Linked DNA regions of Gasterosteus aculeatus: region 2 is linked to region 1. Evidence: chromatin contacts called from public Hi-C data. All regions are on one chromosome and are shown on one strand. The core of a region is the stretch at or near the end of the contact, and the rest is flanking DNA. Distances in the headings are between cores, read along the strand shown. Region 1 holds the start of dock10 (dedicator of cytokinesis 10). Region 2 overlaps dock10 (dedicator of cytokinesis 10).

Evidence for each region. Hi-C and Micro-C count contacts between places; a contact is called where the count stands out from the background.
Region 2: a Hi-C map of whole body shows a contact between it and region 1, with 3 times the contacts expected there. The contact joins the enhancer-like site here to the promoter of dock10 in region 1. A contact is called at or near these places in 3 of 6 Hi-C or Micro-C datasets (skeletal muscle and whole body).

What each region holds. Positions count from the first base shown.
Region 1 is chr1:9,784,248-9,791,549 of fGasAcu3.hap1.1, reverse strand. dock10 (dedicator of cytokinesis 10) reads right to left here and starts at 2,558. Exons shown (of 56, transcript XM_078104671.1): 1 at 2,222-2,558. The coding sequence starts at 2,329.
Region 2 is chr1:9,819,608-9,825,995 of fGasAcu3.hap1.1, reverse strand. It overlaps dock10 (dedicator of cytokinesis 10), which reads right to left. Exons shown (of 56, transcript XM_078104671.1): 19 at 6,305-6,388; 20 at 6,057-6,180; 21 at 5,845-5,966; 22 at 5,640-5,723; 23 at 4,235-4,327; 24 at 3,951-4,069; 25 at 3,486-3,555; 26 at 2,075-2,188; 27 at 1,891-1,962; 28 at 1,599-1,745; 29 at 1,281-1,364; 30 at 1,090-1,186; 31 at 486-664. Among protein-coding and RNA genes, the nearest start is that of LOC144409496, 18 kb to the left of the region's middle. Within about 2 kb of position 3,960, at least 6 of the 9 cell types and tissues checked have open chromatin away from gene starts, as enhancers often do.

The DNA.
Region 1 (7,302 bases), core at 1,309-3,808:
CCCACCATGAGAGAAAACAGAGCAGTCAGAAAGCAGTGATTGCTTTCACAGAGCCCTTCATCAAAAGGAAAATGCAATGTGCACCACAGGGGAGATACCTGGTATCATGTATGCTATATACAATCGCAAGCACACACAGACACAGACTTCAGAAAGTGATCTAACCTGTCTGAGGACCAATGGACAGCAATGGAACGGGAAAAAGCACAAAGGAAGACATTGTGAGATGCAACTCAAATACGAAAGACTCTGAAACAGTGAAAGCATGCACAGATGGAGCCGAGTCAGGAGGATGGGAGGAGGCGGGGACAGACGGGCTTTAAGTGAATGAGGAAAATTAAATGGCAACTATGAAAAATACGAAGGGGTCAATGAAAGAGATGGGGGGGTGAGGCTTGCGCTTCAATAAATGTTCTGCCATAGGGCCTGATTCTGCTGACCTGGTTTCTTTCACCAACAACAGGATGTGCATTAACACACTCGCAGAAATGGACATTTACACACCCACTTAACCCAAACCCGTGCATAGCTTACACACACGTTTACTCTTCTCACCCTCACCAGCGATCCAGCTCGTATGTCTGTACATTCAATGACTTTGAGTAATGACTTATGGATTGTTATATCTTTATCAAGATATATGAGGGAATTGAAACTGATTTGCATGGGTCTTTACACATGTGGGTGAAGTACGAGTCACGGTTTCTATTTAAGTTCACTTTTTTCAAAAAACAACGCCAAATGCTTTACAGGAACAGATCTTGTATTCAGGGTAAATTGTGTTTCCTGTGGGGGCAGGCGATATGATCATCTAACAGCCGGGGATTGTACAAACCTGTTAACCCTTGGAAACTCCGTCAAACTGTTTAAACTGTGATATTTATACCGTTGAGGCCATTGTGGGCAATGCCACATATCTATTAGTGATGCAAATAAATGTGGGCTTTCATAAAGAATAAAAACATATTGACTGACAGTTATATAGTTAATGTCTAAATGAGCGGAACTCCCTCAACTGTCTTTGCTCAAAAGCCACTGTGCGACTTCGACTGCAGCGCTTTTAGGCATGGCGGGAAAGCTCACTGGCACCAAATGATACCAACACTTACCAGTCCATCGATTCATCCGATGAAAAATAAATAAGCAGCGTCCTGGTGTACAGCAAATACATGTTATTCTATTCAATTCTGTTCAACTGACACTGTTGCCGGTGGGAACATCTGGCCGCTCGTGCAAAAAGGCGATGTCTCCATTCCATTCGTTCTGCACGCACACCGGTGATATTAGATTTTCTCTTTTTATTCCAATCAATTCTCACTGTGCTGGTACGCGTGTGTCCCACTGACACACTAACACCCGAGTGGAGAGGATGCAGAGTGGCAGTAGTCTGAAGTGGAGTGACCTTTCTCTATGCTAATCAGCGTGGCCACACACACGCACACAGACACGCACGCCAAACGTGAGGTGGAGGATTTGTCCTCAGCCAGATGAATCAAAAGGACATCATGAAAGCACCTTCTCCTTGAATGAGTAGATGTGTGTTGGTGTGTGCGTGCGTGCGTGTGCATGCGTACGTGCTAGTGGATGTTTTTTCCTGCACCCCTCCTCCCGTTATCTTAATGTCAATCACAGCCTCTCATTGTGAGGCAGCGACACACCCACTGAATCAAACATCCCACAAGCACTTCTCGTGACATTAATACGGCCCGATAGTAGAAATAGTCATGAATTAATCCAGAGGTCGAATTGATCGGCCCTCTGTTCCTCCCTCCGCGGTTCCCTGCGCCGCTGGGCAGATGCAAACCGCTGCCCGTGTCATGCCGCATCCCACTATCCCGCTATTTACTGCATTTCATTCACAGGAGACACACACGCACTGAAATAAACTCCAGGTTGGGCAATTTGTGCACCTTTTTGAGCACCGATTCGTTTCCCCTCGCAGGATCAATGGCCAGATGCTGAGCAGCTGCGCTGTACAGTGCCGCTCGTGCACATCAGCCGCAAAAGAAAGATGCAGCATGAATGCCAATTTGCCAGATTTGAACACGGCGCAGTGGTGCAGATCGAATTCACATCCAGACGCAAAGCTTTTAGCGGCCAAAGGCGCTCAAACCAAAAAAGAAACCTTGGGCCCACAGGTGTGTGTGATGCGTTTTTTCTTTCTTTTTTTTCCCCCCACACACCCCACCATGTTTCCACAATCCACCCGGGTACCACTCACCGTCACCGCAGCGTGTCTGACCGCGTTGGACGCCGTCTGGCGGATCTCCGCCGCGGTCCCCGGTTTCAGCAGGTTCTTGGTGAATCTCCGGGTCGATTCGGCTGCCATGTCCTCATCGGAGCGGTCACGGAGCCCAATTCAGCCCTGAGGGGTGTGTGCTGCAGTCAGTCAGACCCACCTGGGCCCCGCCCTGCGCGCCTGTCCTGCTAACGTGGGCCGAGCAGAGCCGAGCCGAGCCGAGGCGAGCCGTGTTTGACACACACGCTGAGTCCGCACACGCCGGCGCGCGTAATGCAGATGATGCCTGTGCGGCGAAAATGCACGTCAAGCTAGACCAGAGTCAAAGACGGTGTTTCCGGTCTTAACTTTCGAAATAAAACACCTTTGTCAAACCCGTAAAGTATGATTGCGCCACTGCTAAGAATGCATTTATTTGGAGGGCTTCAGTAATTAAATTGTAGTTATTCTTACCCTTACTTTACGCGAACGTCACATGTGAAAAGATACATTTTACGTTGTTGCTGAATTTCCATTACCATTATGCACAAATAAGATGTTAGTTTAGAGTGTTAATGGGTAGGAATGCCACGGTAACCCAACAGTTGAAACTGATATCACGGATGTGACCGGTGTTTGAGCCTGTATATAATACTCAATGCTTCTCAGGGAAATATCTGAAATGTCAACTACTTATCATCAGTCCAGTCACGATGAAGGAAGGAGGGAGTAGGCATGGACTGTCTGTAAGGGAGCTGCACTGTAGATAAGACGAGGTAAAAAAGCACAGGCCAACAGCGACACGTGGCGTCAATACGTGGTTATTGCAACTAAGTCATTTCCTCGATAGAGTGAAACAGCGCCCCCCTGGGATCGAGGGTCTGTTGCGTGGTCAAAGGTGGTATTGCACTATTACAGTCGAGAAGAGTCAAGTGTAATCGGTTAATACTCAGGAGAGGTAACATGAACAAACGTTGTTTGTGAAACGACAACGAACGATGGTTAATGTCCATTTTTGAGTGTGTCTGTGGTTTGGTTGGTCATTGGTTGGTTATAATGAAGACAGGAGACAAGAAAAAAATATCAGAACAACGCTGTTACAGTGAGCAGAGAAAGTCCCCGCTTTCTCTCCAATTTAGTGTTTAATTGTTATTAAGTTACCGTTGAATGCTTGTGATATATGAAATTTGAGTCTGCTAAAAGTAGTTTTCAATCTTTTTTTGTTTTGTTTAAGCTGTGCTATATGATCAGGTTAAATAGTTTTAGGCTGTAATTGATAACATCTGTTCTAATACACAGGCCAACCAGGCAGCATATTTATCTTACTTTAAGGAAGCAAGTAGTGTGGATGAGCGTGGATAATCTTGTATTTTAAAACCTGCATGCTGATCAAATCCAGGGAAAATATACACTCAGTTTCCACTTTATTAGCTAAACTACTTTAATGTAGTTACATGCAACACTCCTGCAACAACTGATACCTTCACGAAGGTTGTAATGTATAGTATGCTTTAGTGGGGAGTTGATTGAATGTGAGGGTAATTTTGGAGGCTGCAGTTTGTGCTCCTGACACTGTATACTGAGAGTTGTTTCCATTAACGTGTGTATCCTTTTTTATGTGAATGGGGACAATATATTGAAGACACCACAACAAACCCCAACAGCATCACAAACTGTCGACTTCAAAATGAAGCTCATGTTAAATCAACTCGGTAAAACTTTGTGAGATGAATGGAGTTTGACTCTATTGCAGGACTCTTTTCATGTGGGTGTACCTAATAAAATGATTATACCAAATATGACCTCTAGATGGGAGCAACACACCAGGCATGGCCTTGGCATGATATTAATGAACAATGTATGATACACTTATGTATCACACACAATCTGTGGAACATCAACAAAAAGATTACATTTTACATTGGTTCACAATGAAGACTTTGGGAACACATAACTTTATTCTACCATACCACTGATGCCATCTGTAGTAGATGCAAATATAATGATAATAATATGTGCTTATATTGACACAGGGAGTGTGTCCTCTTCATGGAGCCGGCCACCATGTTTCAGTTGCCCAGAAACAAAGGCCGCTGTGGTTCTCTTACATGCTCAGCACACACACGGGACGCGTTTCAGTTAGTTGCAATCTGCCGCCAGTTACTACTCACTTCTCCTTTCCAATGACCTTTGTTTGATCAACTCCACACGCTATAAAACAACCATGTGTAACCAAAAATTTGTGGGTCCAAAGTTTTCTCCAGACAAGACGACAAGGATTCCGAGGAATAATATAAAACTGCCTTGTGAGCATGTGCCAAGTTCCTGTGTAATAATGTTTTACACTGGGTTGAATCCAATGTTGAGTGCTGATAAGTTCCTCCAAAACCAGTAGTTAAGGATTACATTTTCAAATTCAGTTACAATACTTTTATTTAATTGACATGAACCACTCCTCTCTGTGATGCGTTACCGTAACCTAACCTAAACCTCAATGTAGCATGGACGCTAAGGAGCGCTGCACAGCTTCTGCCAAGAGAGGCTCAATATGCCATCAGACAGCTCCAAAGTTGTCTTATGTGACTTGTTGGCTGGGTGCCTAACTACTGGTATATCCAGGAGGGTTTATTCAAAGTTGAAGTTTGTGTGAAGCTTTACTGTGAGGACGGGACCAAAGTGCTGTAAGAGCTAACGGGGCTAAGCTAGCGAGCTTCAACGATTCCATCCACATGTGCATATCTTCTTGTATTTCTAAGTACGTATGGGTGTGATGGCCTTGGCTGGCGCTCGCCCGTCTAACAGATAATCAATACGTAAACGTGATTAGTGTTTCCAGGTGGAACATGCTGAGCGATTTGACCATTCAACTTGAGTAATGTTGCAGAGCCGCGGGCGTGTCAGTCCTGCTTAATAGAATGTGCAACCAGTGCGTCCACAGAATGCAAAAACGCTATTTGGACGCGTGACAAAATCTCGTGCGGCCTGACAGTCATCTGGGCTCACCTCGGAGCTGCAGACAGAGGCAGCCATACGGGGAGGGGTGCATGCATAAGAGGGGATGAAGGCAAAAGAGCAGCAATGTAAAAAGAAAAAATGAAGTAGTAAAGAAATAAGTGCTGGTCTACTTGTAAATGATGAATTCATCTGATAATGCGCCAGCCAGCCAGTTCCAAACGCTTTGGGAGTTCTGTCCCAGTCTCAGTCCTGCGTGGCTGACAGAACAGGTAAACTGAGAGGTGAACGGGAAAAGCAGGATTAGAAAAAATATAGAGAGGCCAATACCGAGAAAAGGGAGTGAGGAGAGTTGGTGAAACGCCGAAACCTCTTCTGGACACGGTGCAGCTTTTGGCAGCCTATTTTTCTTGTCAAGTCCTCAGATTCAATAACAAGATAGCACACTCGAGCTTCCACAGGTTCTCTCTATCCAGGACCATCTTGAGGACAGAGAAAAGAGTAACGACCATTTGAAAGTATTCGGGGAGAGCAGCGGGTCACATTTCTGCAGGCCAGGCTTTGCCCAAGTGTCTAATTCTAATTTCCGCTGCAAGGAGCTATCACAAAATGAGTGTGTGTTCATCTGCAATAGGGTCCCCAATGGGAAGGAAAAGAATGGTGTGTGTGTGTGTAGCCCTGGAACCTGCACGTGTGCTGTGTGTGTGTCTGTGTCAGAATCTTTAAGAGATGTGGACACGATGTGTAGGAGAGTTAGAGAGCAGACTTGTCTAAGATGGAGAGAGCATGGGGAATGAGGGCTTTTGGCAGCAGAGGACAAGCTGATGGTGGATATACAGCCACAGAGAGACTTGAATGGAGAGGCGAAGTGCAGGGATCATAAAAAGGAGCTGCGGAGGCAAAAATGGAGGAAAAAGAAAACAGAACATATGAAAATTACAAATGGAATTTCTCGGGGGTTTGAACATCACGGCTCTCCATCTGCGGAGGGCAAGTGATGTCAAGGGGGAAACTCCCCATTTGAAGATATATATCTTTAATTCTAAAACACATCAGGCAGTTGAGTCAGGAGATGTGAACTGCAACCCCTTTTGCAAAGGCTAAACCTCAGAGGGGTAAAGCTGTAGTGTGGGATACTTTCTTGAAACAAAGTCTGGAGCTGATTCAACAACTAACTTCATTTTATCCATCCAAATGAACTGTGTTTCATTAACTGCTCACACGTGCACCATGAATCTTTCCTTGAGCTTTCTGTCAACTCAAGGTAGCACATTTAATCCCCATACGGTCATACTTTGAGTTTTGCAAAGTAGTAACCAAATGCAAATAAAGTAATGGGTGAATTGCTATCGGTGATGTGTTTGTTGGCTAATAGTAAAACATGTGGTGCAGAAATACTTCAGTTGTTGGAGCATTCAGTGTATTTGGAGGCAAAGGAATGACTGAAATACTGATTTTGTAGTGGACGTTTTGGGTAATATCCAAAATGTCTCATCAAATCCCTGGTTCTGTTTATCTCCTTCCTGATTTACATAATTGTTTTGAAAATGTTTTGCCTCATTTGGTTGAAAAAATCATGAGTAAACCGTTTGAACAAATAGTGTTTTAAAATTGAAGGCTTTTCTTACATTTATGACATTTATTTTGTTAACTAACTGATAACCGTCAGAAATTCTGATTGCAAAGTCCCCAAGTTGAAGGTATTATCATCAAGTCCAAAACAATTTACATTCACATAAGACGAAGAAAAGCATTGATCAAAAAGTTTAATTAGCTGGCACCGGACTAGTTTGGCGTTTTTGTTTTCAAAATAACAATTATTTCCTAACTGAATCAACCAATTGATAGATGGACAGTTTCAGCTCTACTGCAACGACAAATATGAGACATAAAAGAATCCCATCAATTAAGACCTAAAAGTTTTCATGTACATTGGCCCTAAATAGATTACTAAAAAGGTGCATCTTTTGAGTTCACCTCAACAGCTTCCACAAGGCAATCAGCCTCTGCATTTTTAAAAACTTTTTGCTTCATCTTTTTCTGCCGAGACACTCGCGTTTTACAAAGTCAGTCAACTACGTGAGGAGTCGCTCTGAGTCCAACGCAGACTCGCAGACACTAGATGACGTGCC
Region 2 (6,388 bases), core at 2,711-5,210, 33 kb before region 1:
CATCGATGAGAGGGTGTAACAAATTTAAAAGATTTGTTCCTATTCTTCGTCCAGTGGCATCATGTTGTGATATCCCATGAAATCAACATTCTGTTCGATTTAAAAAGCCAGTATGACAACCTTTAATGTTTGCAAAGTCCTCTTAGACTGGCAATACAAATCTTCAATCTTTTGGTACTCAATGGAAAATGCAATTGCATTATATTTAATATCTCCTGACAAGTTCCCTGGCCTTTTAAAAATCTTCTTTTTCCCTTAAATTGGCCCAGATTCGTTGCAGGCCTGCCTTTGTGTTGCGGTTGGCTGTATTTAGTTCTGTTTAGCAGACGGCAGAATACTGACTCCATTCATTATGCAGCTGCTACAAACAATCACATATCAATGTGGCGTGTGTGAGTCACATAGGAAGAATTTCTACTGTGAGCTCATGTCTCAGTGTTCATGCCTATCAGTTCCCCCCCCGTGTAAACACGTGTTGTGGCTACCTTTGTGGCATAGCGGGAATCCAGCGAGTGTTTGGCCATGAGAGTCTTCAGGGTGGCCAAGGCCAGGTGTCTCAGGTCCTGCTCGTCCTGCAGTGCCAGCCCCAGTTCCCGTAGCAACAGGCCCGTCAGGAAGTGCTTCCTGCAGAACTCCCCCGTCAGGTTGTACTCGGGCACTGACACTGAGGAGAGACAGCATGATGGATTCACGTTGTAAATGGAAAGGTAACTGGGCTGCATGTGATTTAAGTAACGCTGGGGTCAATGTTTGCTTTCCGTCGGGGAGGTTAGTAATCCGCTTCTGAATTAAAAATCTGGTTAGTTTGAGCAGATGATGCGACAACCCAAATTTCCGTTCATTTCATTATCGTCATACCACTGCAGCACGAGCAACACTACATAGGAATGCGTGAACATATTTACCATGAGTACTTTGTGGCTCTGGAGATGCATGGTCTGACATGGACAAATAGTTAGATGATTTGACAGGAAGAGAGAGAGAGACAGAGTGTTAATAGACAAATGAGAGTGAGAGCTACTCGATGTGTGATGGTTACCACATTAACAATGGTTCACCTGGACCACCGGGTACGACTCAAGCGCTTACCTGTGATGCGAGCGGAGGGTAGCGGCAGGCTGAGAGGAATGTAGTGCTCGTGGTTACACACTTCTCTCAGAAATTCAAATTTCCGCTCACACAAGACCTATCACACGACAAAAAAATATTTGAATGCATTGTGTATACGTGTGTACTTGCTAGTTCCCTGTATTTAATTCCTGCTAAATGTTTTTTTTTACCTTGCTGTCAGCAGCAGTGATCATGTTAATGTAGTTGCTAATCAGCTTGAATGTGAAGCCTCGGTCCATGAGAGTAAAGCAACGCTGCGGAGAGACGTACAGATCAAATCGACTAATAAAGACACTGGCAGCCAGACCAGTTAACACAAATGGTTAATTCAAGAGGTAACATCCGTAAATGGAAACCATCTTCATTTGCAGTCTGTTTATGCCGTTTTTATCGAGCACTACAGAGTACGCACAGTTTGTTCACATGTGCTCATACTTTACTTGATCGTTTTGCATTTAAATCCACGAGGTAACACATTTAGCTCCCACCTTGACAAAAGCTGCAACGGCTAAGTTGGCATTGCGCGTCTCTTCTGCCAGTTCTTTGTTTTTCCAGAAGATGTGTTCGGACACCGTCTCCACCAGGGTCTCCACGCGGCTCAGGTAGGATGAGGGGAAACGCTGGGGCCTCGGTAGCTGTGGGAGCAAAGAGTCATCATTGCAAAATCCTGCCCTTTGTCCAAGGATAGAATATACAGATGCTAAGGAACTATAATAAACCAATAAACACAATGAGGGACCCCCGCGGGCCAAAAGTATGAGCAAGAGTGTGCAAACTCACCTTCACCTTGTCGGAGTCAAGCAAATTTTGGGCCATGGATTTGACAATCAGTTCGAAGAAGAACCAGGAGAACTGAAACCAGGAGAATACAAAGGAAGGTCAGTCGGGCGCCAATATTTTCCGTCTAATCAGCTCAAGCATGAAAACAGGGGATTCACACATGATGAGGAGGAGAGAGACAAACCTTGAGGATATTCTTGACTGCTGTCTGCTCATTGCTCTTCAGGTCAAAGGTCATGCCCTTAGCCAGTTCCTCGTGAACTGTCCTGAAGCCGTGGGCCTCCGTCCTGAATACATACTACACACACGGAGGAGGGGAAATTAGTCCCAAAACACACTCCTGTTACAATTGTTTTCTCCCTTTACTGGGAAGCAAATGTTGAGCAATAACAGGACATGAGGGGAGAGAAGGACAGGACAGCAGAGTTCAATGGAACAGACAGTTTACGCAGATCCCAAGTGTGTTGCAGTCCATAGTACTAATTAGAGCTACAATGATTCTAATTATTAATATTTGGAATAAACTTAATTGGCATATTTGATGGTCCTCAAAATTACTTTTCAAATCAATATCCCAATGATTGGATAATGTGCGGTTCTCAAATGTCTTATGTTGCTGCCAAATGAGCTTTATGACAAGACATTTAAACATCATGCTCTAAAATGATGTAAACCGATATCAAAATACTACTTCATACATTCATTGATTCGGCTCTATTATGTAATAACGCGCACATTCAAAATCAGTGTAAATGCATGAAGACAAAGACACTTACAGTGGACAGAAACCTGAAATAAGGCAAATAAAATATTTTCCATTTGGCTAATTATATGAAAATCAAAAGGTTTGATTCATATGGTATTCAATTCATGCTACATTGAATTGATCCCCTCTTTTCTCTCCCTCTCATTGAACACAAATATATTCACGCACACACACACACACACACACACACTCACTCAGCAGTTCAAATTGGGCACCACTACTACCGAACATCATGCCAATCCGTTACTATGGCAACCCCGGTTCCATAAGCCTTCGCTAGTCCTCTCCTCTTACCCTCCCACCATTCGTCTATGACACTGCCTATTCAAGCGCAGCAGTTTCCATTCACTGTGGCCAACATGAAACAGGTCTGGTCTCTTTCCTGTTTTTATCTTATCTCCCCCCCGTTAAACAAACACACCTCGTGTGTCTGATTGAGCGGGAAAGAGTTCCTAGTTTGCCTCCGACTCAAATCACTCATTCTTTGACTTCTTCATCTCTCTCTACTTCTCTGTTTGTGTTTGCACAGCTTTCTGGGCATGAGGCCCTAGCCACACTCCTGCTGGCCCAAACACACACACACACACACACACACACACACACACACACACACACACACACACACACACACACACACACACACACACACACACAAACAAACAAACACAGACATAAAGCCTCCAAAAAGAAATAGTCTGCAGACATTCCAGTACCACAGCATATTACAACATCATATTTATCATACGGTCATTCTGACAACACACACACACACACACACACACACACACACACACACACCACGGTGTTGTGGATATGTGTGTTATTTTACCTTGATGTAGGAGTGCAGGTAGTGATCCAGGTTTTCTTCGTGGCACTTTGCAACAATGTGGACCAGAACTCTGCAGCAGACACAGGCGAACAGAGCATTTTATTTTTTACAGCTTTTATCATCAAAACGTCACCAATGCTAACATGTTATCTCTTCATTCACTGATTTTCAATATTTGGTATAAAATATAAATATTATATATATATATATATATATATATATATATATATATATATATATATATATATATATATATATATAATATAAATAGAACATAATAAATACATAACAATATAATGTAATATAAATGAATTTAATATTTTGATACTCTCTATATTTTATAATATAAAAATGGGGTTTGGTGTTTTTAAACACATCCCTGACGTGTGCTTTAAAACAACCACAGAGCCGCCACCGCCCTGATGTGAGTCCAGCTGTTAATGGTGCTGCAGTACCACGGCCTACCTTGTGGTGGCAGTCGTGACCTCGTCGTTGTCATTCTGAGTCAGAACCTTGAACAGCTGGTTGAAGAGCACTGGCAGGAATCGAATGATCACTGGGAGCTTTTCCATGCTGAGAAGACCCTGGAGGACGGAGCAAAACAAGAGCGCAGCAGGAAGAAACTTAAACCATGAAAAGGGCAAAAACAATATGTTTGGAGCACAGTACAGCAGGGTCGCACTGGTTAAGACACGGAGCAGTGTTCAGTAGGCAAGTCTTTTGTATTTTTGTGGGGCCTTTTCTCTGACCTTCAAGCAGTTGAGGAAGTTGGAGGTAGGCGGAAGCGAGAGGTCCAGCTCTCTCTTCTGGCACTGCTGGAAGAATCGGTTCAGGTGGGGGTCCTGGCACAGAGGGAGGAAAACATAATTATATAAGCTGTAAGCATCTGCACTGATACTTATCGGACTGGTTCCTTTTTGAGAAGCAATCGATCCAAACATGTGGACTTCACCCCCTTGGTAAGTCATGTTTAAATTCAGTTCTTTCTGAAAAGTTTCAAAAAGAACAGAAAACAACCACAAAGTTTATTTGGATGTGTTTTGCTTTGACGATTTACTATGGAGGCCAATACAATATGTATTATTGTATGTGTAGTGAAAGTTTCGTTGCAGAAGCAAGATGGTGGAGGAGTATATTTAATAAATATCCATCGAATTGAGATCAGTTTTCTACAACGCTTGTTTGAAATGTTCCTGTGGCAGTCATGACAACATGACTTCACATGTTTTAATTGTCTTTAAATTCTATTTTTAACTGGTTTTCAAAAGTAATACTAAGATCCTTTATCAACTTTGATAATTTGCAAGTGAAACCAAGACATAGATTCTACCAGGACCCAAGGCCAATTCCTGACAAATGCATGAGAATAAAGAGTAGAGTAGGACATGAGGGTGTATTTCTCTTGCTGCTTTAGACTGCGGGCGCAGCTAATCCGGTTACTACGGATACAGGTTCACTCAACTCAGCCGATCGAACCGATTGTTTACCGCGCGTAGACAGTTTGTGAGAAAAGACAACAGCTTCAGAGAGACTGACAGTTCTCGCTGCAGCCCCTATGACAGTATTTTCCTTGGTCCCATCAAAGCACCCCTCCACACAAAACAACCATGATAAAGACAGCATTTAGTTTCTACATAAAAGTAGAATGTGCCTGTATGCCAAAAATAACCCAGATCAATGATTAGAATGATATGAAATGAAAATGACCATCGCTGATTTTATTTGGGGGTGCGGGCCAAAGAATGCAATTGAGATATTATGAGTTTCAGATCTACTTGGAGGACATTTTAGTAACTGGATCTGATACTATCCACTAGTCCTGTAAGCTCTTTCAGGAAATCGAATCCATTTTGCCATTCCACGCAATCAGAGCACACAGACGGAGCAGTTAAGGACAGGAAAACGGACAATCTTCTCCATTTGGGGTTAAACGGTCCTTTGAGGCGGAGACATTGAGAGACCATGTCCACATTCTAGCTCATTTTAACAAGGAGGCTGAAGCTGAAAACAACAATCCATTCATTTTTCTATACCTCTCATTCGGTTTAGATCCTGCAATAGATCACACCTCGGACATGTGGGAAGTCCATCACAGGATCAGTAAAGCATCAAGAGAGCGAGGAGAGACTGTAGAGGCCCAGATGGTGGTTTTACCTGAGTGTATACTGTGGAGACGACATTGGTGGACACTTTGAAGATAGACTTTCCTCCATCGACCCATTTCGTATCTGCTCCGTTCTGTAAAATGGAGCAATGGAGGATGTCACCAAACCGTGTCCACACTAGATAAGAACGTCTTAATTATCCTTCACAATGTCCAATATTCATACAGCCAGCATCTGTCCTCTCTCTCTCGCACCTTGGTGCTGCTCGCTTCCTTGATGGACAGGTATCCAGGTGGCAGATTGCAGGAGACGGGGACGCTGAACTCCTGGGATGACAGGCGGCCTTCTTTGAGGAGAGGCAGCCAAGAAAATCCCACTGGAAAGGGATGCAAAACACACAGTGCTGCACGGTGGGCGTGATACGTTTTTACTATTATTTCAGCTTCATGATCTGCCGCCAAACTACCTGGTGTCTCCAGGGCTTCTTTCCTCTTAGCATTCGTCTTAGCATTGATGTCACAGGTGATGTGGTAAAAGGAGAAAAGAAGGTGGTGCTTTTCATGGAGTTGAGTAGGAAGCTCAATCTTCACCTGGGGACACAACAGAAGGTAATGTATGAGGACATGCAAGGGATGCTGCAGTTTTCCATGAAAACATTGTTTCCAATCTCAGGTTCTACTTCTATTATCATTACGATTGTCCCAAGCAATCTACCTCATCATAGAAGTCTGGGTTTTGGGAGTGATGCAGGACCGTGGAACAGGCTGTTGTGGTGAGAACTGGACCTCCCGGCTTGCC